Regions from separate parts of the Mustela erminea genome. Here region 1 is linked to region 2. A link is a contact called in public Hi-C data. All regions are on one chromosome and are shown on one strand. Each heading gives the region's core, a stretch centred on a gene start, on an enhancer-like site or on the middle of the called end of the contact. The rest is flanking DNA. Distances are from core to core; before and after follow the strand shown. Region 1 overlaps KIAA2012. Region 2 holds the start of FZD7 (frizzled-7).

What was found. A called contact is a pair of places that touch in the nucleus more often than the background predicts.
Region 1: a Hi-C map of spleen shows a contact between it and region 2, with 2.7 times the contacts expected there. The contact joins the enhancer-like site here to the promoter of FZD7 in region 2. A contact is called at or near these places in 2 of 3 Hi-C or Micro-C datasets (fibroblasts and spleen).

The regions. Positions count from the first base shown.
Region 1 is chr8:13,630,577-13,636,115 of mMusErm1.Pri, reverse strand. It overlaps KIAA2012, which reads right to left. Exons shown (of 24, transcript XM_032354455.1): 13 at 2,388-2,464. Among named protein-coding and RNA genes, the nearest start is that of KIAA2012, 52 kb to the right of the region's middle. Within about 2 kb of position 3,730, the one cell type or tissue checked has open chromatin away from gene starts, as enhancers often do. A contact at or near this core is called in fibroblasts, where this site is marked.
Region 2 is chr8:13,539,298-13,545,341 of mMusErm1.Pri, reverse strand. FZD7 (frizzled-7) reads right to left here and starts at 1,261. Exons shown (of 1, transcript XM_032354451.1): 1 at 1-1,261. The coding sequence starts at 415.

The DNA.
Region 1 (5,539 bases), core at 2,481-4,980, 88 kb before region 2:
CTCTTCCGCCGCGCGCGCCGCCGGCGCCGCCACGCGCCGCCGCGGTTTCCCAGGCAGCCGCTAGGGGGCACCCGGGGGCAGCCTCCCGCTGCCGGCGCCCGGATCCGCGAACCCGGTCCCCGCTGGCTTTCCCTGCCGCTCCCACCCCCGCCCCCCTGCTCCCTCGACCCCGGAGAACTCGTTCCCCGGATCTGGCTCTGGGACTTGTGAAAGCAAGTGACGCCCGAATAGTCCACCTCTGGTGGGTTTTTGTTTTTGTTTCTCCCCCGCTTTCCTCGCAGCTAGCGCAATGCTCAAAAAAAGTTGCAAGTGTTTTACGGGCCCGAACTCCTAATATGGTCAGACCCCAGGGAGGGGAGGGAGGGGGTGGGTGAGTGAGGAATTAAGGGAAAGGAAAGAAAAGTAGAAACCGCTGGTGCTGATAGAGATCGATTTTGTGTGAGATCCTAGCCTGCTCCAGAGCGGGGGAGGCAGCCCTGCGAGGAATCCACTGGATTCGCCAGCGGCCAGTCAAGGTACGTGACTGCAGTCGGCTGGGCAGAAATTTGTTTCTAAATCCTTTCCAGATGCTTTATAGTAAACATGAAATTAGTCATTTACATGGAGTAGGTTGAGGAAGTAGTTAAAATTGAAGTCAGTGATTAATCTAATAAAGGGCTGTTGGCCTCAAGAAGTCAGGGGTGGGGGAGGCCCGGGAGCCCCTCCCCTTCCTCCGCCCCACCCCCCTGTTTCTCTGGGTTTAGGGGTGGTGGGGCTCCCTAGACTTTCCCTCAAATGGCTTTCCTTTGGGGGTACGACTGCTGGGACTTGAACAAACCCACAGGTTCTGTGGGGGAGCAAGGGCCCTCCTTTCACAAAGAAGACTCGAGAAGTTCTCCGAGTAAGCTGGTTGGCCGCCGCCTCACAGGGGAAACCCAGGATTAGAGTTTAAGACCCTCGGTCTGGTGTTCCTCTTTCTGACTGCGAGGTTAATAATTCAGTCTAGGGCTTCATTCTGACGTGGCCGAGACACCCTTTTATGGCAGGTGATGTTAGGCCTCCGGAAATGCCGCCTCCAAACTGGGTGAGTTTGGAGCGTGTCTAGGGTACGTGAGGCATCCGCTAGGCCTTTGGAATTGTGGAATTAGCAAAATATAGCATAGTTATATTTTCCTTACTCACAGACTCTCTTAAAAAAGAAGACCTTCTAGATCCCTTATAAAGGCTGTCTTCAAAGCAGGCATGTTAAAAAAAGAAAAAAAGAAAAGAAAACAAAATGCAGAGGTTGGTTCAGTGGTTCCTCAGCAGCAGGAAGGGTCAGCTCAGCTGTGTTTTACCTCAGCGGAGGCCTGACCCAGGCCTGGGGTTCTCACAGGGAGAGTTCAGATCCTTCCTCAGAACCCAGCTAGGCACACACATGAAAACAAAACTATTTTTATTATTATTGTTTTTTCATGAATGTGAGGGAAGAGGAGAAAGCCAGGCTCTGGCAGGAAGGGGGGAGGGGGGGACAAGGGAGAAATGGAGATCATACCCCCCTCTCCCTGCCTAGGCTGTGGCACAGCAGGGAGAGACCTGAGAAGGCCTTGGAGCTGTGCTGCTTCTCCTTCGGTTCTCGGAGACCCTGGGCCCAGTTCTAGGAATTCCCCTGAGTTGTCTCTCTAGAGTGAGTCTGAAGACAGTTGCAACCTCACAAATGGAGGAACAGACTTATAAATATGTGTGAAGGTACATCCTTGAAACACTAACAGATACTTCTGACCTATCCAAATGAAGCATTTTTCTCCTTTCTTCACAGTATCCTTACTTTTTTCTTTGTTTTTTTTTTTTTTTAAGATTTTATTTATTTATTTGACAGAGATACAAGTAGGCAGAGAGGCAGGCAGAGAGAGAGGAGGAAGCAGGCTCCCTGCTGAGCAGAGGGCCCGATGTGGGGCTCCATCCTAGGACCCTGGGATCATGACCTGAACCAAAAGCAGAGGCTTTACCCCACTGAGCCACCCAGGCGCCCCTTACTTTTTTTTCTTGGTTGCTACTTTCCCCCTCCCCATTAGGAATGAGAAATGGATGGGAAAAAAGATGGGCCCTTGGTACAAAGTCTTAGGGCCTACTGCCTTGATGGATGATACATTTCTGTGTTTCCTTGTTACCTTTTTGACTTTGCAGAAGTCAGGGAAAGGCTGTTTCAACTCATTCAGGCACATAAGAGCCACACAAAATAGTCCAGGTTGTGTTAAGATGTTCCAAGGAACCTATGTGATTTTATAATCCACTTGTCTCATTTTACTGATGAGGCAAATGAGGCCCAGAGAGGGGAACAGTCTCACCCAGGGTCACACAGCAAGCTGGTCCAAGAACCCCAAATTCCTGCCTCCCAGTCTCAGGCTCATTCAGAGTCAGTACTGTACCTGGTTCTCTGGTTTTTGGGTCAAAGGTGAGGCTTCATGAAGATTCGTGAGAAGATAGGTTCTGGATTCAGTGTTTGCTATGGTGAAAATCAGAGAAAACGATCAAAGTTGTCAGATCCAGGTCTAGTTAATTTTTATATATACTATATACATACAAACCTAGTTCATGTATATAAGATTATAAACACACACACACACACACACACACACACACACCTCTACGACCTCCGTATTTACTCACCAAACAACACCTGTACCCTCTAGAAGCATTGTCTACACAGCATGTTAAATACTGTGTTGAAAACTCATACTCGGATTTCTATTTTTCTTGTTTTGGTTGCTCTTTTAGAGAACTAAAGTAAATTCCTTGTGCTACTAAAATTCAGATAAAGCTGAAATTAAAAAGGAAATATTGATGGGAAAATATCTGCTGATACTGTTGAATATAAATTTTGTATGATCGTACTTCACTGAAGTAGAAAAACGCTTTTGCAGCCTTCCAGATAGAGAGATCAGAGATTTCGCTCTCCCCTTATAATGTGGAAGGGCAACAGGAGAAGTGGAAACATAAAGCAAACAGAGGCAAAGGCCAAAGGACGGCCGGTGAGGGGGCACTAAGGGAAATCGTGGCACTCGCCGCAAAGCAGCTGCCACGCAGACTCGGCCGTGGAGTTGATCTACATGGTTTTCCTCCACGGCTGCTGGGTCCCTGCTCTGGACAGGTGTGGAAGCTGAGGCTTGAAACGTGAACTAACCTACCCGAGCTTGTACAACTAGTGAGGTTTTCAGGAGCGATTTTGAGTCCAAGACTCAAACCCCATGCTGCGAAAGGATAGGATTTATTTTATTTTTCTTTTTATCCCCGAGAAAGTGAATTTAATGTTTATAAAGGAATGTTTATTTGAGGAACAGATTTAGCTAAGCACATGGCTCCAGTGACAAGGGTTTTAGTCAGTGTCTAGTGTGGGCTGGGTGTCCAGCAGAAAGTTATTTCTATGCTTGCTACTTTTAAGAGCCCGTGGCATCTTTGTCTCTTTGACCCGAGTTTCTATTCATTCCTTGTGGGCTGACCTTTCCTTTTCTGTTGTTTCTCAGCTGTCCTGTTCTTCTTGTTTGGAAGTGGCTTTTGGAGACAGATTTAAAATATTTCTTTTTTGAAACAGCCGGGGAAACTGAGGCCCAGAGAGTGGTTTCATGAGATTGGCTTGAGGTTATTCCTTGAAATAGTGTGAGACTAGAACCCAAATCTTCCTAGTTTCTAACACTTTTCCTTCCACATTGCACTCCCTCCGTTAGCTTCGCTTGAGCTTGCCACATCACAGCTGCTTGGCCATGATCCATCCTCTGGACACATCTAGCCCAGCAGAATTGTGTTGAGATGAGGTTCACTTCACTGTGGCTTGGAAGGAAGCTTGAGTCTCTTAGAAATGAAACTTATAAATTCTAATGCATAAAGAAAGTTCTTGCAACACCAGGAGAATGAATCAGTCAGCCAGAGTTCAGGAAATGTAAACACAGTTTTAGATAGGAGACTAAAAAAATCGCTTAGAACTTCTCCATCTCTTGGGTCAAGACCTTGGTAATTTACTGAGGTCCACGCTGTCAAGGAGGAGTTACAATTCAAACCGCATTCCTGGGAGATAAAGCAGTGGGTGGGGGGGTGAGGCTTCCTCTCCAGACAATGTGGCAGGATCTACCCTTGTTATCAAGCTGGAGAAACTGCCTGACCCATCACCCAGTGCGGGCAACTGGCCGTGAACCCGGGCCTGGCTCTTCCTCATCATTCTGAACTGGTGTGTACATTCACAGGCCACAGACCGCGCAGCTTCCAGACCTGCTCGAAACTGGGAGCTCAGAGTCTTTCTGTGATGAACAGTGCTGCCGCTGAAGAGATAAACAGAAAACACATTCCTCCTCTGGCGGCCCACCATCAGGCCAGAGCAGATTTTCGAATGCTAGCATTAATCTAACCACAGGCTTTTAGCAAGGAGATAGTGTTCCCACCAGATATCAGGCTGTTTCAGAGATGACCCTTACCAGATGGGGTCTCATCCCAAACTCTTCTGCCTTCTTCAAATCATAGGATCCTTCACCAAACACTCAAAAGCAGGAAAGAACAAAGAGCATCCGATTCTAGCACGGAATAGGGTGGCTTAAAATTTCCTTTCATTTAAACCCATGTTGACAATGTTCATTGTTTTGATAAAAGTGAAATAAATACAGTCATATTTATTCCCATTGTTTCCTAATACTTATTTCCCTTGATATGGGATGCTCTGGGGGGCCTCACCTGGTATCAGAATAGAGACCCAACCAAAAAGTTATCTTATTAGGCAGCCCAGGCCACCTGGCTCTTTTGTGGTTGTATGTTAGGGCTTGGGAAAGAACATCAGACCCACAGGCTCCAAAGTGACCAAACATTCTGTGGTTACCAGCGCGGTAGCTTTTGGAGGTGCTGGCAGGAGCCTCTTTAAGTATGTTTAGGGCCTTTTCCCACAGATGTCATTTCTGAGACATGATTACTCTTTGATCCCTAGTGTGCTTTCATGACACTTTACCCATAATTTGCAGTGGTTCCTCGTTGGAGAGGGGAGATCTCCACGGCCAAACAGATCCCAGAAAGCACGTTCGCCTTCTCACAATTTTACACATGGACCTGCTGATCCTAGCAGAAGCCAATGGGAGGAATCCTAAAAGTCAGGCTTTGTACCTTCATGGTTTTGTATTTGTGGTCAAAAATGGAAAATGCAAAGGCAAATTCCAGATTAATTTAAAAAAAATCTTCCTAGTATAAACTAACCATAAAAGGAAGATAATTCTGGTCCCTTTACATAGCCCTGCTGACCTTTTCTTAAGAATGATATCTAAAAATATTTTATATGATATGACGCAAGATGCCTATGACCTATGGAGCGTTTGATGTGTTATAATAAATCTTGATCTGCTTGTTTCATGCAGGAAACCAAGACCCAAGATGGCTTTTTGGTATTGTCATTATCAAATCCTTGGGGTAAGATTTAAGACCTTGTTTATGCTACACATTTTTTTTAATGCTACACATTTTTTACTTTAAATCATAGATGAACAGGAGGGCGAAATGGGCATATCAATTACTCAAGACCTGAGAAAATCTCCAAGCTAAAGACATACCC
Region 2 (6,044 bases), core at 12-2,511:
CGAACTTGTTCATGAGCGCTTCACAGCCCTGGCGGGCACGCTCGCACAGAGAGCGGCACGGCGGGATGGCCTGATCCAGCACCGTGCACACGGGTGCGTACATGGAGCACAGGAAGAAGCGCAGTTCGGGAGAACACTGCACCTTCACCAGCGGGTAGAACTGGTGCACCTCGAGGCCCGCGTCCTCTTGATTCGTGTGGCCTAGCAGGTTGGGCAGGATGGTCTGGTTGTAGGCAATGTCCGTGCACAGCGGGATGGAGATGGGCTGGCAGAAGCCGTGGTCCGGCACTGAGATGCCCTTCTCGCCGTGGTAAGGCTGTGCCCCGGCGCCGGCGGGCAGCGCGCCCAGCAGCGCAAGCACCAGGGTGCACAGGCCCAGGGGCGAGCGCGACGCGGCCGCGCCGGGGCCCCGCATCGCCGGCCGCGGGTGCAGCGGCGCTCTCAGCCCGCAGAGCGCGAAGAGGCAGCCGGGAGAGGCTCGGATCCGAGGAGGCGCAGCCGCGCCCCGCGCATGAGAGTCCTCCCGGCGCCGAGGCCGGGCCGTGGGCGGCGCGGAGCCGAGGGCGCTGCAGCTGGGGTGCCCGCGCCGCGGGGGCGCCGCAGCCGTCTCCGCCCAGCCCTCTAGCAGCCGCTGGGGGCCCAAACCCGCCAGCCTGGGCCGGGGGCGCCGAGTGGGGCCGCTTTATTCTCCCGCTGCGACGTAACGGTGCGGCTTTTTCTGCGGCGAGGAGCAGCAAGCGTCTCCGGTTACCCTTCAAAGTTTGCCCAAAGTCTGTCGACCCACGGCGCGCAGGAACGCACGCGCCCCCACACCGAGTCCGGCCCCCGGCAGGCTAGAGCCCGGCGCCGCCGCCTGCGAGCCGAGGCCGCCGCCTCGGCCGTGCTGCTCCGCCTCCTCGCCTCGAGGCTCTGCTCGCCGCCGCCGCCGCCGCCTCCTTCGCCTCCTTTTCTGCTCCCCGGCTCCTTCCTCAGCCCCAAAAGCTCGGCCCCCAAGTTTCTGCCAAACGGGTGATTCTCGCTCCGAGTCCGATCGGCGCCTTGGAGCCAGCAGCCCAGCGAGTTCTTTTCGGAAATCCAGTTACACTGCGTCCGAAGCTGCGAGGGCCCGGTGCCCGCGGCCTGGGCCTGGCTTCTCCAGCCTCGCGAAGCCCCGGCCCGTGAGTCCCGGCGCCCGCCGCCCGCCGCCGCCGCCGCCGCCCGCCGGGAGGGAGCGCAGAGTAACGACTCGGAGTCGCGCAACTCGCCAGAAGAAGCGTCGGGCTCGCAGGGTTCCGGGCCGCCCCGCCCCCTCCCCTCCCCCCATTCACAAACCGCTCCGGGGGCGGGCCCTCGAGCTCCGGGGCGGCCCAATGGTAGCCTTTGTTTTCTGTGTGGCGGCCTCCGGATTGGGTGGAAGTCGGAAGGGCCGGGCGAGGGACCCGGAGGGGCGGAGTCTGCAGCGCTCTGGGCGGATTCCTGAGGGGAGGGGCAGGGGGCTGGGAAGGAAAAGTTAAGAAAAACTTTTACGGTGAATTCGCTCGAGGGGTGGGGGTGGGGGGTGAACGCACCAGAAAGGGAATTTGCTTTAAAGGTTTGCTCCTCTTCCGGGTACACTAAAACACACATCTCGAGCGGCAGGGCGCGGCGAGAGGGGATTTTGCTGGAAGAACAGCGCAGCGCCGGGGCGGAGAGACGTGACCCGGAGTCACGTTAGCCCTGCCTGGGCTGACAATGCCGGGTTAGGCAGGGGGCTTCAGGGTAGCTGGATCCTAAATGTGGGGCTCGGTACCGAGCGAGAAGGGGGTGCGCCTCTCGGATCGCTTTTTTCTCCCCTGACCCAAACAGACCACGTGAGGCCGCAGTCCCTTTCACCCCCTCTCCGGGTGTAGGAAGGAGGAGGGGCCCGCGTCCGAGGAGAAACTGGAGTCGGGAGGAGGGGGCCGACTTAAGGCGGGAGGAAGTGCAGACCCCTCCGAGGGGAGAGGGCCCGGGCCGCGGTCCCCCAGGCCACCCCGCCCGCGCGCACGGCCCAGAGTGTGGAACTCTGGTGCGGCTTTAGAGCGGTTACGGGAAAGCTCCGACGGGGGTGGGGGGCAGTTACAGATGTACCTGAGGCCGCGCGCCCGGGAACTCTGCACGGTTTCAAGTGCGTCTTCGACTGCGGTGCTTTCCTTGGTCCTTGGGCTTGCGGCCTTTCGGGCTGCCCTCTTCGTTGCAGAAGCAACGACTTGATCCTGCAGTTGCAATGTTACATAGAGAAGTTTTCATGCGTATTACAAAGCAGGGCGTTTGCTAATTAAGAAGTTTTCAAAACACAAAGAGAGGTTATCCGCGTTCTCCAGCGGCGTTTTCTGATTGGCAAGCGGTCTTTTGTTCCCGGCCAAATCTTCGCCCTGCTCACAACACTGGGCGCTCCCCTGAGCTCTCGGGTTACTCCCGCGGAGGTCAGAATTGACCGGGGGGGGGGGGGGGCTCTCCTCTCTCTCTGGGCTGCAAAGAATATCATGAATTCCCATGCAGGGGAAGTGACAGTTTGAGAAAGGCTAAATCTGTCTCTCACTGTGTCTCTGTCACACACACGCGCGCGCGCACTAATACTATGCTTGAGAAATCGTTACTCCTGGCCGAGCCCTTCCTTCTGCCCGTCTCAGCTCCAGGCTCTGGACCCCGAGTGGTTTCTGGTCAGGTTGCGTGTTTGCAGAAGTTGTTATCTCTGCTGTCCCCGGGGAGCTGCTTCTCCAGCAAGAAAAAACTGGTTTCGAAATCGCAGATGCATTGGGTTCCCTTTCTAGGGAGACTTTGGCCTTCCTCTGTTTTTCTTTTATTTGTTTTCTATTACTGAAGTTTACTAGGCATTTACCTTCCACTTCACAGTTCTTTGTACTTTCCCACTCTTGTTAATGGACCTGAAGGGCTGAATCATGTGGGCCAAGGTAGGGTGTCAGACTGCTCACGTTCTCCCTCCGCCCCTCAACAGTTTCTTCCAAAGCATCAGTTTCCCCTCACACCCAGGACCTTATTTGTTTTCTTTTAGGTTATCTGCTCCAGGGTAATACAAAGGATTAATGACATTTGCTTTAAAAATATTTTATTCCTTCCTTATATACTTTTAAAGTCTCCTCTTTTTCTTTCTAAATTATTATTCTTACTACCTAACATTGGGGAGCATTGATATTGACTTGAAAGATGTTGTTTAAAGACAATGCTGCTGCTTTGCTTTGTCATTTAAAGTGTGTGTGGGAGGGGGTTGGAAATCCTTTTTTCTCTCAGTGAGCTTCTGGATATCTTCCTTTTCTAAATCAAATTTTCATGCTTATTCATCAGGCCACTGATCTAAGTCATCTTTGCTTATTGAAGGAGAAATTGCAAGCACTGTCATCAAATAAAATGAAAACCGACAGGGTAAGATACTGTGTCTCAAATACAGCTACAACCAGTTTAGTTGATGAGCTTTTACTCCCCAGATTATAGCCCCAGACAGCTCGCTGATGATAGGTAATAGGGATAATTATTTAGAAAGAAAAAAGGAGAACCCTTTAAGAAAATACAAGGGGTGAATGAAATATTTTTAAAACAGTCTATGCATCAGATGCAGAAATCCCACCCCAGATGGAAAGCATCACAGATGTGAGGCCTGAGACCTGTTGCCCTGTCCCAGGCGGACAAATGCAAAAAGCATAAAAGCGAAGTCTAATTTGGGGGAGTGTTTTGTTTTTTTGGAATGGGTTTTTAAAAACCCACTCAAAAAGTATTCTGAAAAATAAAAATTTGCTGTTTGTGAGAGGAATGTGGTAGCCTTCTATGCCTTGCCTGATCCTCCAGAATGCTATGATTTCAAGGAGCTAAGAAGTAAAACGGAGTAGATCATTAAAGCGAGTTCACAACGTAGGGGGCTAAATAGTCTGTTTCAGGCTCTATGATAAATGTAGTAACGCTGGTTCACATTCTGCCCAGGATCAACTTAATTTTCTTTTCCAAGAGATTCTTTCCACACCCAACTCCCAAAGCCACTAACTGTATCTTCTTTGGAGAGCTAAGGGTGGAAAATTTTGTAACTGTCTGCTGCAAAACTTCCAATTGTCCCTGCCCTTTAAAACAACAAAGGCTTTTATTTCTTCACATCATAGTCATATGGTCTCACAGAAAAGTGATGGTGTTCATTGGCTGCAGTTACTTAAATGCTACTTATTTTGGACAAATCCCAGGTTTATCTAGTTGAATGACATTCTGATGTCAGGCCAGATTTGAAAACGGCCACCTTCGTGGTGCCACAATCCTGTGGTTGTAGTGAAAACTCCAGCTGTAAGAATTACTCATGCAAGACGAGAAAGGGCAGCTTTGAGCATACACCTCCCCCCTTTCGGCCTCTCTTTTACCAGACTTTATAACATTAAAGACTTGGAATTTCAAGTTGCCAGGATGCCACTGAATTCCTTTCATTTTAGTTTGGGGTGTTGGATAGTTCCCAGAATGGGAACATTCTTACGCCTAAGCAGACTCTCCAGTGTCAGGAAAGTTCGAGATGTCTGGGTTGAATAAGAGCAGGGCTGTGCTGAAGGGCTGATAGGTGTGCTAGGCCCCACCCAGCAGAGGTGATTTATGTCATTCAAACCCTTTGACCATTTCTCTTACAGCTTGAGGCTTCATTGGTTATCTGTTGTTATATAACAAATCACCCTCCAAAATTAGCAGCTTAGAACAACTGACATTTAATATATCGTAGTTTCTGTATGTTGGGAATCTGGATGAGCTTAGTCCCCGGGGGCTTGGGTTGCTCAGGAAACTGCAACCAGGGTGTTGGTTGGGGCTGTAGTTACCTCAGGGTTCAAGTGGAGAAGGATCCACTTCCAAACTCACTCATGTGGCTATTGGCAGGTCTCAGAGTATCCATTTCCAAGGTCATCACAGGGCTGTTGGCAGACCTCAGCTTCTCTAGCCGTTGGCCAAAGACATCAGTTCCTTGCCTGTGGGCCTCTTATAAGGCCACTTATAACACGGCACCTTGCTCTCCTAGACCAAGTGCTCAGAGAGAGACAGACAGACAGAAAAAACACAGAAGATGGCAATTAAGTCACAGTCTTGCCGTAATCTTGGAAGTGACGTCTTGTCACTTTTTTCATATTCTATTCATCAGAAGCAACTCACTAGGTCTGCCCACACCCCACATTCAAGGGGTAGCGGGGATCACTCTAGGACGTGAGAACCCATGTTGATTGGTTATGATGCCCTTGCATCTGTTAGAACAGAAACCTAACTGTGGCCAGCCGTTTTTTTTCCAAATACATGCCATTGAACTTGAAGGAGAAAGAATGTGGAGGAAGCTGATTAATAAAAGATCATCAGTGATCCTGGGGGGAAATCTCCAGGTGGAGAGTTGTGGGCCATTCTGGGGAGTCAAATCTGTACTCAAGGACAGACGTTTGGACCATAGTCTCTAGAATGAGACTTTTGGCGATTTGGGTTATGAGGTTAAGCAAGGCCCTGTTGGTCATTGTTTAATGCCAGTGAGCACAGCATGGATGTGGAGGAAGGCTGGCTGAGGTGGTGAGCACGGACTGGCTACATTCTGCTTTTCGCCATTGATTTTCTGTCATGCCTCGGGCAAGTCACTTAACCTCTCTTGCTCCCGCTGGGGTGCTGTGAGGATTAATGAGATAGTATTTATGCAATACTTTGTGATCTATGGGCAAAATATCGGGATGGCAGAATCCTAGTTTGGTTATATGGATGCAAATCCTAGAGATAAAAGAAAAAATCAAGTTAGGTGTATATTTTGGGGCTCTGGCTCTTTGCTAACATTGTGACTTTATCTTTTCCCCCAGAAGTATGCTGTCAAGTGTTTAATCACCAGCTCTCCAAGAAAAAAGCCTGATCTGTACATTTGCCAATTTCTGTGGTGTAAATACTGCTACCATGGCCTATTTCAAGGCAACACTATGTCACTAAGCTTGGATTTTGGAAAAGATGCATGTAGTCAGCTCTCACAAGCCCTGGAGAGCTGGCTTTGGCACATCACTGGGTTTACAGAACTTACTCTCTTCAGATTCTTTGAGCATTAAAATCAT